2 separate regions of the Gossypium raimondii genome follow, and region 2 is linked to region 1. A link is a contact called in public Hi-C data. All regions are on one chromosome and are shown on one strand. The core of a region is the stretch at or near the end of the contact, and the rest is flanking DNA. Distances in the headings are between cores, read along the strand shown.

Region 1 (6,304 bases), core at 2,943-5,442:
CTCCACTTAGATGTTTGTTGTTGATGTTTTAGAATGTTCTGATCGTGAGTCTGCTATGAGTTCAATCTAAATTCCATGGTTGTGTATAATCACAGTGAATGAGTATGCCATACATGTATGAAGTTGTAAAAATATATGGATGTTTGCAAGTGTGTTTTCTGGATGCCAAATGTGGTTTGTGTATTGACGTATTGATATATGGCATATTGTATGTTATAGTGATAAGTACAATGCCTTACGTGAAATGTATGTTTATAAAATACAGAGTTCGAAAGGAGCTACTTTGATGGGATGGTGAAGATAGAAAATTGGCATAATGGAGGAATGGACGGATTAAAATGGGATATAAGGGAGTTTGGCAGCATCGTAGAACGGTTATCTACTGGTCTTTCAAGGCAACACCGTGTAAATGATATATAAGTCCTTCAGGGTGACATCGTGTAAATGGTATATAAGTCATTTAGGGCAACACCATGTAAACAATATACAGGTCTTACGGGGCGACACCTTGAAAGGGGTTTACTGATTCTTTAGAATCAAAAGTCCATGGTTAGCCATGGCATAATCCAATGGTGAGCAGGTACATCGTATGGAGAAAATGGTGTCCACTAGGACAGTGAACAGGGAAACCTGTCAAGGTATAAAAAGGGAAATCATTGTACGACTCGCACTGAGAGCAGTCTGATAGGATGATTGTGGCGCTTCTGGGAACACGGGGAAATATGATAGTAAAAGGATCCGCCAAATGTAAAGGTAAGAGAAACATGTAAAAACATCTTAAATGTAACATACGTGTAAGGAAATGGTATTTCCTTCAAGGTATTAGTAAATAAGTATCCGACATTAATGTCCGCTAGAGTTTGACAAGTAAACCAATATTGGCTATGACAAGGCAAGATGATTATGCAGTTTTTTTAATTCCAAGTAATCATTGGAAAAAAAAAGGGTCGCTATAAATAAAAGAGAAGTCTTCCATGACTAACTTAGGTGGAAAGTCTGCTAGGAAATAATGGAAGAAGCAGAAGTTCGCTAGGACCATATAGCGTAGGAAAGTCTACAGGGACTATCAAATGAGGAAGTTCGCAATGGGGCGATCTAAATAAGAGATAGTCAAAAAGAAAACTATCTATTAATTGGAGCATCTTAGTGAAATGGTCTAAAGTGGAAAATTCCTATGGGACTACCTTGCAAGTATGAGTCCACAAGGAAAGATGGGTGTTTATCAATAAGCTTAACCTTATATTCAGGATCGCAAAAGAGGATGTTAGATTGGGTCTTCTTTAAGGAAGGGTCTGGGCAAAGGCTAAGTCAAAAGAAGATCATCGTTGGGGTAATGTGGTAAACATATGATGAGTTCAGTATGGAATAAGTGGATTAAGGTAAGAATCTACAGTTGTAGTGAGATATCTACTAATTCGCCAATAGTAGTCACTGATCCGTATAAACGTGTATATGGTTATCTTCAATGAGTCACACCGAGAAAGGTAAAATGAGAGTCTGAGATGAAGCGGGTCAGGGTCAGGACCCAAAAGAAATTGTTATTTGGAAGCGCACGCTTATGACTAAATCAATGGATATGCCTGCCAATGGTTAGCCCAGAGAACCTCAAGTAGAGACCACGTTAGAAAATCGACGGAACTTTCTAAGATATTCAGGGAGTTTTAAAATTTATGCTTTTATTTTTATTCCCGAAAATATATATAGAGCATTTTATGAGTACTGTATAAAATTTCACTAAGTTCATTTGAACTTATGATTGTATCGCATTGTATGCAGGAGCAAAGATTGTCGGAGTCGTTATGGGAAGGGACCAAGCCAGACACCACCAGAATTGTGTAAGGGGCGTGGTAGTTGTTTCATGTATATAGAGGGGCACCCTTAGAGGCCACGCCTCGGGGAGTAATTGAGTATATTTCTAATAAAGTATTAAGTTTCAAGTTATTATAAATAATTATTCATGATTAATAAGGTAGGATGATTGTAAGATCTTAGTATTAGTATGATATGGAACATGCTGGAAGTTTAAAATTTGAAACTTGATGTCATCCAAGGTATTGAATAAAGTTGAATGGTAAGAAAAACAAGCGTATAACTTGGTATCGTCTAAGTTTGTAAGTAATTGTGACACTTGGTATCCAAATCCAACAATTAGGTCGAATATAGGGTGTTACATTTCGAGCCCACACTCAAAATAGTTTGTGGTACGAGAATAGTGGAGAAGGTCGTTCAGTTGAAAGCCATGACTGACAAGGATCCTTCTAGTTGAAAATACAAGTGCGATTTAGGTAAATGGTTTATTGCTATAAATATCAGAAATTGGCTTGGTTTTCAAAATTTTTATTTTCTCCTTTGTAAGAAAACCATTTTCAAACCAAATTTTTTCCAACATATTTTGGGTCCAAATATGAATGTTGAAGTTCACGATGTTGTTGAGGTAACTCAGAGTCAAGTTGTGGCTCGTATTGCAACTTGATCAGCAAGTTTGGGAAAGCAGGCCAACCGGTCCCAATGAAACTTTTAAGTTGGAATATTTTTAGGCTGGGGAACTTACGAGTAATTCACATTATCTGGCAACTGTTGAGAAGGATGTAGTAGAGTTCATGTTAGTTCAATTGGTGCTAATAGAGGGTTGTCGGTTTGGTGAAAAGAAGGATGTAATGTTAGTTTAACAAATTTCTCTTAATCCCATATTTCCATATTGACGTTGAGATCATTGAAGGTGGAAGTGCTTGGAGATTCACGACATTTTATGAAGCCCTTGAAGAAAGTCGTCGATAAGAATCTTGGAACCTCTTGCGTAGTTTGTATGATCTTGATGGAATCACATGGCTTGTGGTGGGAGATTTTAATGAAATTTTGTATGCTCCAGAAAAGCAAGGTGCACATCTTCATTCAGTTAGTTAGATGGAGGGTTTTCATTCTACTTTGGAAAGCTATGAGCTCATGGATTTGGGTTATGATGGGCACTGGTTAACTTGGGAGTGTGACAGATCTCAGGAAACACTCATTTGAGAGCGGTTAGATCGTGGAATAGCTTCTATAGGATGGGTTTCTCGGTTCACAAATCACAAGATTTAGCACTTGCCTCATAGCTATTTTGATCACTGTCCCTTAGTGATTAACACAAATCAAATTGAGTCTTTTGCTAGGTTCCAAAATGAGGGTCAAACTTTTCGGTTCAATGCAAACTAGAAATTGAAGGAAGGCTTCGAAGCTAAGGTACGAGCTCTTTGGGAGAGTAGTGTTGGTAATATTCCTAACAAGTTAGTTGCTTTAGGGAAGAGACTTATTCAATGGAGCAAGAATTTGAGGCTTAACAAGGGTAGGAAAATTCTTATTTTAAAATATCGATTGGTAGAGTTAGCTGAGATTGATTCGTTGATACTTTGGGTGAGATTGTTTTGGCTAAAGTAAAGCTGAATTTTGAGATGGATAAGGAGGAAATTTACTGGGAGCCGAGAGTTCCAACAAACTGGCTGAAGAGAGGGGGAGATAAATTGATATTTGTTTTTTCCCCTTTTTTCTATACGAGGATGAGTATTGTTTTTTTTTTCTTCTCTTAGTTGTTTCTATTTGTTGGTCTATTTTCAGATGCACGTGATTTGGCTTAATTGAGTAGATAAACGATACTATTTATTAATAATAAACTAGTCATTTATTTAAAATATTTGACAAATTTATTAAATCATGTATTTAAATTTTATATTTTATATTTTATTAATCGAATGTATACGTATAGGCATTTTGTTTCTACTAATACATTTATTAATCAAATGCCTTCTTTTATTTTAGTTTGGTTTATTCTAAGCTACTTTTCTATATATAAAAAAACTATTTGCCTACAATTTAACATATTTTGTTCACTATTTCAACAATAATGTTTTATACTTACCTATATATTATATCTAAATACCAAGATTTTCTAACATTGTATATATGCATTTGATTGTTTAATCTTAATAATTTTGTTTCGCAACATTAAATCATATAATATATTCACTTAAATCGTGAATATATCTTAATCTAGTTTTATTAATTGGGTCCATATTATATAAGAAGGACGTATATAAGAAAATTTTCCTATAATAATTTATTTTTAATTGGATCCATATCCAATGTAATAGTATATAGGAAGGACTTATATAAGAAATTTTCCTATAATAATTTCTTCTTAAGATCGTAGAGTTTAGTCTAATTACCCACGTGGTTAAAATCCCAGACCCACCCAGTATCTTCCCTTCGATAGAAGAAAACCTCTCAAAATACAAGCCCAAGCTTCAAATTAACCGTCGCAACCTCCCTTTCCAAACCCTAACCACCGCCGGTCCACAGCCCTCTTCGTCCTCTTTGGAACGGTGAGTCTGCTTGATTTTTCTTTATTTATTTCACATCTCTATCTACTTTATATTATAGAAGCTTATCGCTTTCGTAATTAATTTTAATTTGAAGTCGCTGAATTCTGTAGAATATGCTTTCTGGGGTGAAGGTTATACCTCGTGATGAGATTGATAAGGTATAATTCATCAATTTCACATTTCTTTCTTTTTGTCAGTAAAGTTTCCTCAGTTAGATTTTTTTTTTTTTGTACCAGGAAGAAAATGAGAACTCAGATAGGCAGAAGAAAAGATACACTAGTAAAATGGAAAAGAATAAAAGAAAAAGGAAAAGTTCTGGGTATTGTGGTTCTTCGGATGATGATATTGAGAGAATAGAAAAAGGATCTAGACGAAATAAGAAGTGGTATTCATCAGAGGAGTATTCAAGCGAAAGTGAGAGCGAAGGGAGTTCCGATACAGATAAAGGGAGGCATTCAGATAGGAGAAAGGGTAAGAGGAATAAGAAACGATCCAGAAGTAAAAAGAAACGTTATTCATCGTCATCAGTGGATTATTCGTCTGAAGATGTGGATGAGGATCGAAGACGTAATTCAGGAGTTGGAAAGAAAAGGAGTAAGAGAAGAGAATTTTTTGTTCTGAATTATTGATGATTGGTTCATTTTAGACATTGATCAGTTATTATTGTTGTTGGTTTGCAGATGATGGTAGAGAATCTCCTTTGAAAGAGAAGGAGATTGAGAGGAAAGAAATTGGACTGGAATGGATGCTCAGACCTGCATTTAAGACTGATAAGAAACATTTAGAACCTGCTGCTGTTGAACAACTTGAGGAACCTCCTACTGAGGAGGTATGGCACTTGAGCTATTAATTCTAGCTGATTTTTTACCTTTTATTTTCTTTGATTCTGGCATAATACAAACATAAATGCTTGCTGATGGAGATATTTATATTTTAAAGCAAAAAATATCTTGTCTGCTTTACGGTTCTCTTTGTTGTTCAGAAAAAAATCAAACTTTTCTAACGAGGATTTGATAAGCTTCTTTCTCTTTTTATTTCTTAGACTGCTTTAGTTATGTTTACTTTGGAGAGTTCTAAACAAGCTTGCATTTGTGGTTCTTGGTTGTATGGAGCATGCATTCTTTACTTTCTGCCTTTATATTTTGTTAGTGCATGAATTGATAATAGTACATATATTGTTACCAGATAAAGACGATGCATCCTAGAGAGTTGAATCCATATCTGAAAGATAATGGAACTGGTTATCCAGAGGAAGCAGAAGAAAAGAGAGCTGGTGTAGACAGGCTTTTATCTTCTTCGTTTGTAGGGGATGGAGGTGCTAGTTGGAGACTTAAAGCTTTGAAGCGTGCAGAAGAGCAAGCTTCTCGAGAAGGACGAAGTATTGAGGAGGTAATTTTTTGTTCAGGAAAAATTGTATATCAGGAAGGGTGCCATGTTGCTTTTTTTTTTTTTTTTTAACAGTTTAAAGTGTGATTCCATTAGCCTTTACTGTTGAAACCATACAGGTTGTTCTAGAACGTTGGGGTTCTCTTGATATACTGGCTGCATATGGAGCATCTCGTAGAGCTGCTGCACCTCGAGCCCATCTGCATGCCATAAGAAATAGAAAGCAAGGCCCAGATAATGAGAAACAAAATGTTGCAGACAATCAAAGGGAAAGAAAGTCAGAAAGAAATTCTGAAAGGGTACTTGCAATGACACTTATATGGATTTCATAATTTGTTAGTTTAAATGAAAAATAGTACATAGTGGTTGCACTCTAGTAGTCCAGGAACCACAGATGTTCTAATCCTTTCTATGGTTTTGGTTGCCAGAACACTACTCGAGATTATTTGCGGGATGTATCTCTTCGACATTCTGACATGAAGACCCCAAAAGTCCGCGATTCATTATCCTGGGGAAAACGAAAAAACCAAAATATTCCTGCTAAAAATGCTGGTGCTATATCG
Region 2 (6,296 bases), core at 848-3,347, 190 kb before region 1:
TATAAAATCACCTAATGTCGGTCCCTATCACAAATTATGGTCTAATTCGTAAAGATCCTCTCACTTTAACTATTTAAACATTTTAGTTAATAATAATCAATACCAATTAATTTTTACCACTTTTACGATTTAATCATTTTTCTAATTAGCTATCAAATCACTAAAATTTTCGGACCAAACTTCAATATATCTATATAATCACTCCGTAAATATTTTATAAAAATATTTATTATGGGTTCGATTTATAGAAACAAGGTTCCGATACCTCATTTTCTAAAACCACTTGATTTTAAGGACAAACCACTTGTACTTAACTATATATTCAAATAGCAAAAATTATCCGATAACAATTCTATATAATACTATATTTGACTCGTAAATATTAAATAATAATATTTATGGACTCATTCGTCGGATTTGTGATCCCGAAATCACTATTTTTGACCCCATTGAAAAACAGGTTGTTGCAAATTAATTCTCAAACCATTTCCATACTTAGTAAGAAAATCACCTTCATTTCTGAATGTTTCCCATTTCTATCCATTTCTGTTAATTTGATTCAACATGCAGTTCATTTCTGATTTCAACAAGATAGCGGAGGGACCGATTGAATATATGTGATTAGGGCTCAAATGATTTATAATTAAGTTCCAACTTTTCACCGCTTATTAATTATAAACTAATTTAGTAATGAAGTCATTCCACTATAGTATCGTGACTGAGCTCTCCCTTATGACATATCATTACGAAAGCAACTCGATCGATGCTCATCCAATAACCTTGTCATAAGTGTGTTACCCTCATTGGATATCCTTAATCTCTTAGGGATAAATCCGATTTGTCCGGTTCGATTGTATAAATTTAAAAAAAATAGAGAAATAGATTCAACTATTGATTTGACATGTTCGATCGATTCAATTGATTCACAAGTCAACCAATCTGACCCCTTATTCTAAACCAGTATCTCAATCGATTTCTAATCCAATTAGTTTGATTGACTAATTCAATTCAGTTCTGAAAATAGTGAGAGATAAATAACTTCATCCAATACTTGTAAAAAGTTATGAATTAGTGGAATTACATTAATAATTACTAGTGAAGATTTTCAAAATTTTTTATTTTTATTATTTTTATAGTTTTACATTTTTAAAAAATGTATCCACACTCTATTAAGACTTTGTTTATAATTGAGATCGAAAATTACTTTTCAACTCAAACTTTAATTTTAAACTAAAATTTTGATAAAAAAACTTTTTAACCAATCATTGATTTCAAATGGGATTTTAACCCAAGTCAAAAAGCCAAAAATTTTAGCTTTTGGCTTTTGAAAAATGCTTTTTAATAAAGTTATCTTTTATCCGCCATTAAATCTTCTACTTTACAACATTTTGTTTACAATTATCATTTTATTTCTCAATAATATTTTTTACAAAGAATAGTAAATACTTTCAAATTCTTTTTAGAAACATTTTTTCATAAAACTTTTACCTCAATGATAAATCGAGGTAAGTAGTAACCACATATATCTAGAAGTTCATATTTCCTTATAAATAAGTGTTTAATTGCTTGTGATCTCTAATTAAGAGAAGTGATTGTATAAAGCTGTGATTCCACGTCATCCATATTCATTTTCAATAGAATAAGAGAATGTCAAATCAAATTTTATATAATCAAGAGAAAATTCTGATTTGTCACTTTTCTATTGAATACGAATATAAACAACATACAATCACAATTTTATATAATCATTTAATCTCCAACAAAATAATAAAGCAAAGAAAGGAGATCATCCAAACCATGTGGCTTAGTGAAATTGGGTGACTAATAAAACCACCAAGTTGGCAACAACATTTATGAATCCCAGATTGATGTAGTTGTACTTATTTCCAACCATGGATTAACTCATTCTAATCCCCACTTTTATCTTGAGTTACACAAAGGAGAGATTCCTAAATATCATAAACCTGACACCTGTCCACTCATGTCTTCATTAAATTTAATACATCACATTGGAATGGAAAGGTCATTATCGTAATTTAAAACCACTCCTCACTTTTAAATATCTTCTTCTTCTTTGTATTTTTATTTATTTTATGCCAAATAACAAAATAATTACATCTTCTTCCTTTTATGGTCACTTTTCTCTTTGCTTTTTTTAAACAAATGAAAGCCGCTTCATTGCAGAAGCAAAGCCAGTAACTACTACAAATATATTGAATTTTCCAATAAAGAGACAATTAAAAATTCAGTCATCTAGACCTTCCCTCCTTTTGTTTTTTTTCTTTTTAAATCCAAGTTAGTGAAACTTGGATTGTTTTTTTTCTTTTGGGGGAGTATCCGTACAACTCTGAAAGTACTTTTTTTTCCTCTTGTTTGATTGGTGTTGCGGTGGTGATGGGGAAAGTGGCAGTAGGGGCGGCGGTGGTGTGCGCGGCGGCTGTGTGTGCAGCAGCGGCGCTGGTGGTGCGTCACAGGATGAAGAGTTCGGGGAAGTGGGCCCGGGCGCTGTCTATACTGAAGGAGTTTGAGGAAAAGTGTGGGACCCCAAGTTCGAATCTTAAACAGGTGGCTGATGCCATGACCGTTGAGATGCACGCCGGGCTCGCGTCAGAGGGTGGCAGCAAGCTCAAGATGATCATCAGCTATGTACATAATCTCCCCACTGGGTAACTTAACCATTCAACTTTTATTGTTCTTTCCTTAAAATTTTAAGTTCCAATACTTCTGGAATTCTCTTGATTGATCAACTCTGATTATGAGCTCTATTTCAAAATTTAAAAAAAAGAGAGGAAAATTTGTAGAAAAGTTTAATTCATGATTGACATTCAACTAGTTTGTGAGATGAAAAAGCTTTAGAGATTAGTGGTTTTGATTTTACTCACACTGTGGTCCATTCGGATTTGCTGTTAAGGAGATTGATAATTCATTAGATGCCCTGAATTGAACTTTCTATACCCAAAGGGTAAAAATTTAGTAGTTTCGAAATTTACTTTGAGTAACTGATGTGTTGGATTCCACTTATGATGGCTTTTGTTGTGTTATCAACACTGCATGCTTATCAACTTTATGCTTGTTTTGTTCTAAAGATGATTTATGGGTTAGTTTTTTCTACAAACAAGTGCTGCTTTTAGTATTCTTGTTTGTCCCATCAATATCTACCTTTTTGCTTTCAATTCATGGGATAGAAATAACTCACCTTTTCATCTTTAGCTTACCTTCCAAAACCTTTGATACCTTTTTTACTTATCAAGTTTATTTGGGGTTGTGGGTTATAGTTGCTTTCCTTTGCATTCTACTCCATGCTTCCTGCCTTCATTCTATCTCTACGTGCTGATGTCAAATATAGATATTAGAGTGGGTTGCCACAGATTCTATGTTTCTCCTACTTCCCCTTTTTCTTTTAGCTACCCACCTATATTTAATACTCATGTGAGATGTACATCCAAATATTGGTACCCTATATGATTTTCCTACCACTTTCTAAATACATCGGGAACGAAATTGAACATACCATGGATTAATGTTGCACACATGCACATGGATGGAACTAAATAGAAGGTGAGGGGCCAAATTTCTTTTTCCTTTAACATGTAATACTAAATATTCTAACTTTATACATATAATGTTTATAAATTTAAACATGAATTGGTCCCAATTAAATTTGTAATTTGGAACATGATTGACCCCAATTCAAATACAACTCACTTTTTAAAACCAATTAGATTCAAGTTAAATTTCATTTTATTTCTAACTTATATTTTTTCCCCAAAAACACTTCTATTTGTTTACTTTGTTCTAAAAGCTTTAAAAAAAGAGTTAAAAGCTTTCCCATTTATTTAAAAAAATTCCAGTCAAAACAAATGTTAAACTCTACAAGTATTTGGTGCTGACAGACAACAAGGTAATAACAAATAGTGATTTTAAGTCCTAACAGAGGTTTAATTTTTTTATTTATTGTATTGGAAGAACCAATGAGTCTAGGTTGTTGCCCTTAGAAGATTTGGGTGGTGATCTATTTATTTGTATATATTATTTAAATCTTTATATATTTTAAAATTATTTATTTAGATTTTTTTCTCTTACTTCTTTGTTTGTTAGGTTTTTTTTATTTTTATTTTATAAATGAAATATCATCTATAGTCAGCACTTCTTAGTAAGTCTAGAGACAAATTTTAAACCAATTGGGTTAGTTTACTATTGAGGTTGAAAAGTATTCTTGAAAAATATTGTGAAAAAGTGCTTTTGAAAAATTTATTAGTGTTTACCATTGCTGTCAAAAAGTGATTTTGAGAAGATAAAATATTAATTTTAAGACATGATGTTGTAAAGTAAAAGATTTAATGGGAGGATAAAAAGGTAACTTCATTGAAAAGTACTTTCCAAAAGCCAAAAGTTAAAAATTTTAACTTGGTTAAAATCCCAGTTCAAAATCAAGGTTTGGTTTGAAAAGTTGTTTGTTTATCAAATTTTTCTATTTGGAATCAAGATTTGGATTAAAAAATGTTTTTCAACTTAAATGGTAAACGAAGTCTAAGTACTCTTGAAAAAGGAAAACAAATAGCTTAAGTTTAAAGTTTTGAAAAAGGATTAATATACTATTTGGTACTTGAGTTTAGGTTCAATGTTCAAATTGGTACCTGAATTTGGTTTCAATATTCAATTTGGTACCTAAACCAAACATCATCATGTGACCCAATTGAATATTTGGCATGTGTTCTACTAAAACACATATATACTTAATTGGAAAAAAAACTCAAGTACTAAATTGAACATTGAAACTAAACTCAGGTACCAAATAGAATATTAACCAAAAAAATTATAAGTTTCAATCCTTCCGTTAACTAAAAAAGCCTCCTAATTCAAAATGAACACTAAACTGTGTAAGTATTTATTGATGAGACTCAACAAAACAAGGACAAATTGTGATTTCAATTTATATTTGGCCCAAAATGTTTGATACTGGTTCCGTCGTTGCATGTACCGATGTCCGAGTCTAAGTAACATGGTTTTGACATATAAGCAACCCAAATATCTTTTGCTTTCTATTTGTGGGATAAATAACTTATTTTACATATAGTTTATCTTCTAAGGCTTTGAAGTTTTTTGTCAAAGCCTCCTAATTATAAGTTTCTATTTGTGTTCTGGTTCTTGGTTTTAGATGCCCTCTTTACTGTTATTTGTCAAAGTTTTTTAAGATGAAAATTCTCTTTTCCATGGTGCCTAACTTCATTCTATGTGTACTTTGTATTATGATGATTTGCTGCTCAAAATGTTTTTCAGAAAGATAATAGAGTGGGTTTGCCATTAACACTATGTTGCTCTGACTTGTCGTTTTCCTTTAAGTACTTATATTCAACGCCTGTGTCTGAACCACATTTGGACATTGGTATGGGGATATAATCCTCCAAGTGCTCTCCAAATACATGGAAATCTTTTGAAAAAATTGGACATACCCACTGTGTTGCATGCATACCCGTGTCCAACACTCGCAACGAGTTTGAATAATACAGTTTTGATATATAAGCAACCCAAATAAACTTGTTTGATGTGGAGAATTTCTTGATTTTCCAAGTTTCAGGAATATTCGTTTCATTATTGTTTTAACTTTTAGTTAAGTTTTGCTGCTGAACTATGTATAGTGGGTGATAATTGCGAAAGAATTTACTTACTATCATGAAAGAAGTTGCTTTGCAAGGATGATTGGTAAAGTTGACTTCACAAATAAACCTTTTTTTTTCATTGGATTGTGCCATAAACTATCATATAAATATTCAAGAGAGAAGTAATTCTTATAAATGGATTCCTATGAACATAATTCCTAACAAGAAAAAGGAAGTTGCTAAGCTGTTATACAAATTTTGCATGGTGTGAAATATTATGTTTCTAGATTTACATGTTTGCATGAAAGCGGAGCTAAGTGTTTGTCATGTGTCCATGTTTAACTTGGCAGTGATGAGAAAGGGCTGTTTTATGCCCTTGACCTTGGTGGCACAAATTTCCGTGTTCTGCGTGTGCACTTAGGTGGTAAAGAAAGCCGTGTTGTTAAGCAGGAATTTGAGGAAGTTTCTATTCCTGCGCATTTGATGACTGGATCTTCAGATGTGAGACCCTTCTCGATCCCACCTATCAATATATAACACTGCCTATATTTGTTCATTCTCTGAAATTCTTTATATGATGTGATTGCAGGAATTATTTGATTACATTGCTTCAGCTCTTGCAAAATTTGTTGCTACGGAAAGTGACAGTCAACATGTTTCACCTGGTAGACAAAGGGAGCTGGGGTTCACTTTCTC

Evidence for each region. Hi-C and Micro-C count contacts between places; a contact is called where the count stands out from the background.
Region 2: a contact with region 1 is called in a Hi-C map of leaf, with 2.2 times the contacts expected there. The contact joins the promoter of LOC105772824 here to the promoter of LOC105773532 in region 1. A contact is called at or near these places in 2 of 2 Hi-C or Micro-C datasets (both in leaf).

Annotation. Positions count from the first base shown.
Region 1 is chr6:10,902,059-10,908,362 of ASM2569854v1, reverse strand. LOC105773532 reads left to right here and starts at 4,192. Exons shown (of 11, transcript XM_012595514.2): 1 at 4,192-4,355; 2 at 4,466-4,513; 3 at 4,592-4,949; 4 at 5,036-5,184; 5 at 5,541-5,744; 6 at 5,861-6,040; 7 at 6,170-6,304. The coding sequence starts at 4,469.
Region 2 is chr6:11,092,580-11,098,875 of ASM2569854v1, reverse strand. It overlaps LOC105772824 (hexokinase-1), which reads left to right and starts at 2,097. Exons shown (of 10, transcript XM_012594290.2): 1 at 2,097-2,666; 2 at 5,951-6,101; 3 at 6,190-6,296. The coding sequence starts at 2,395.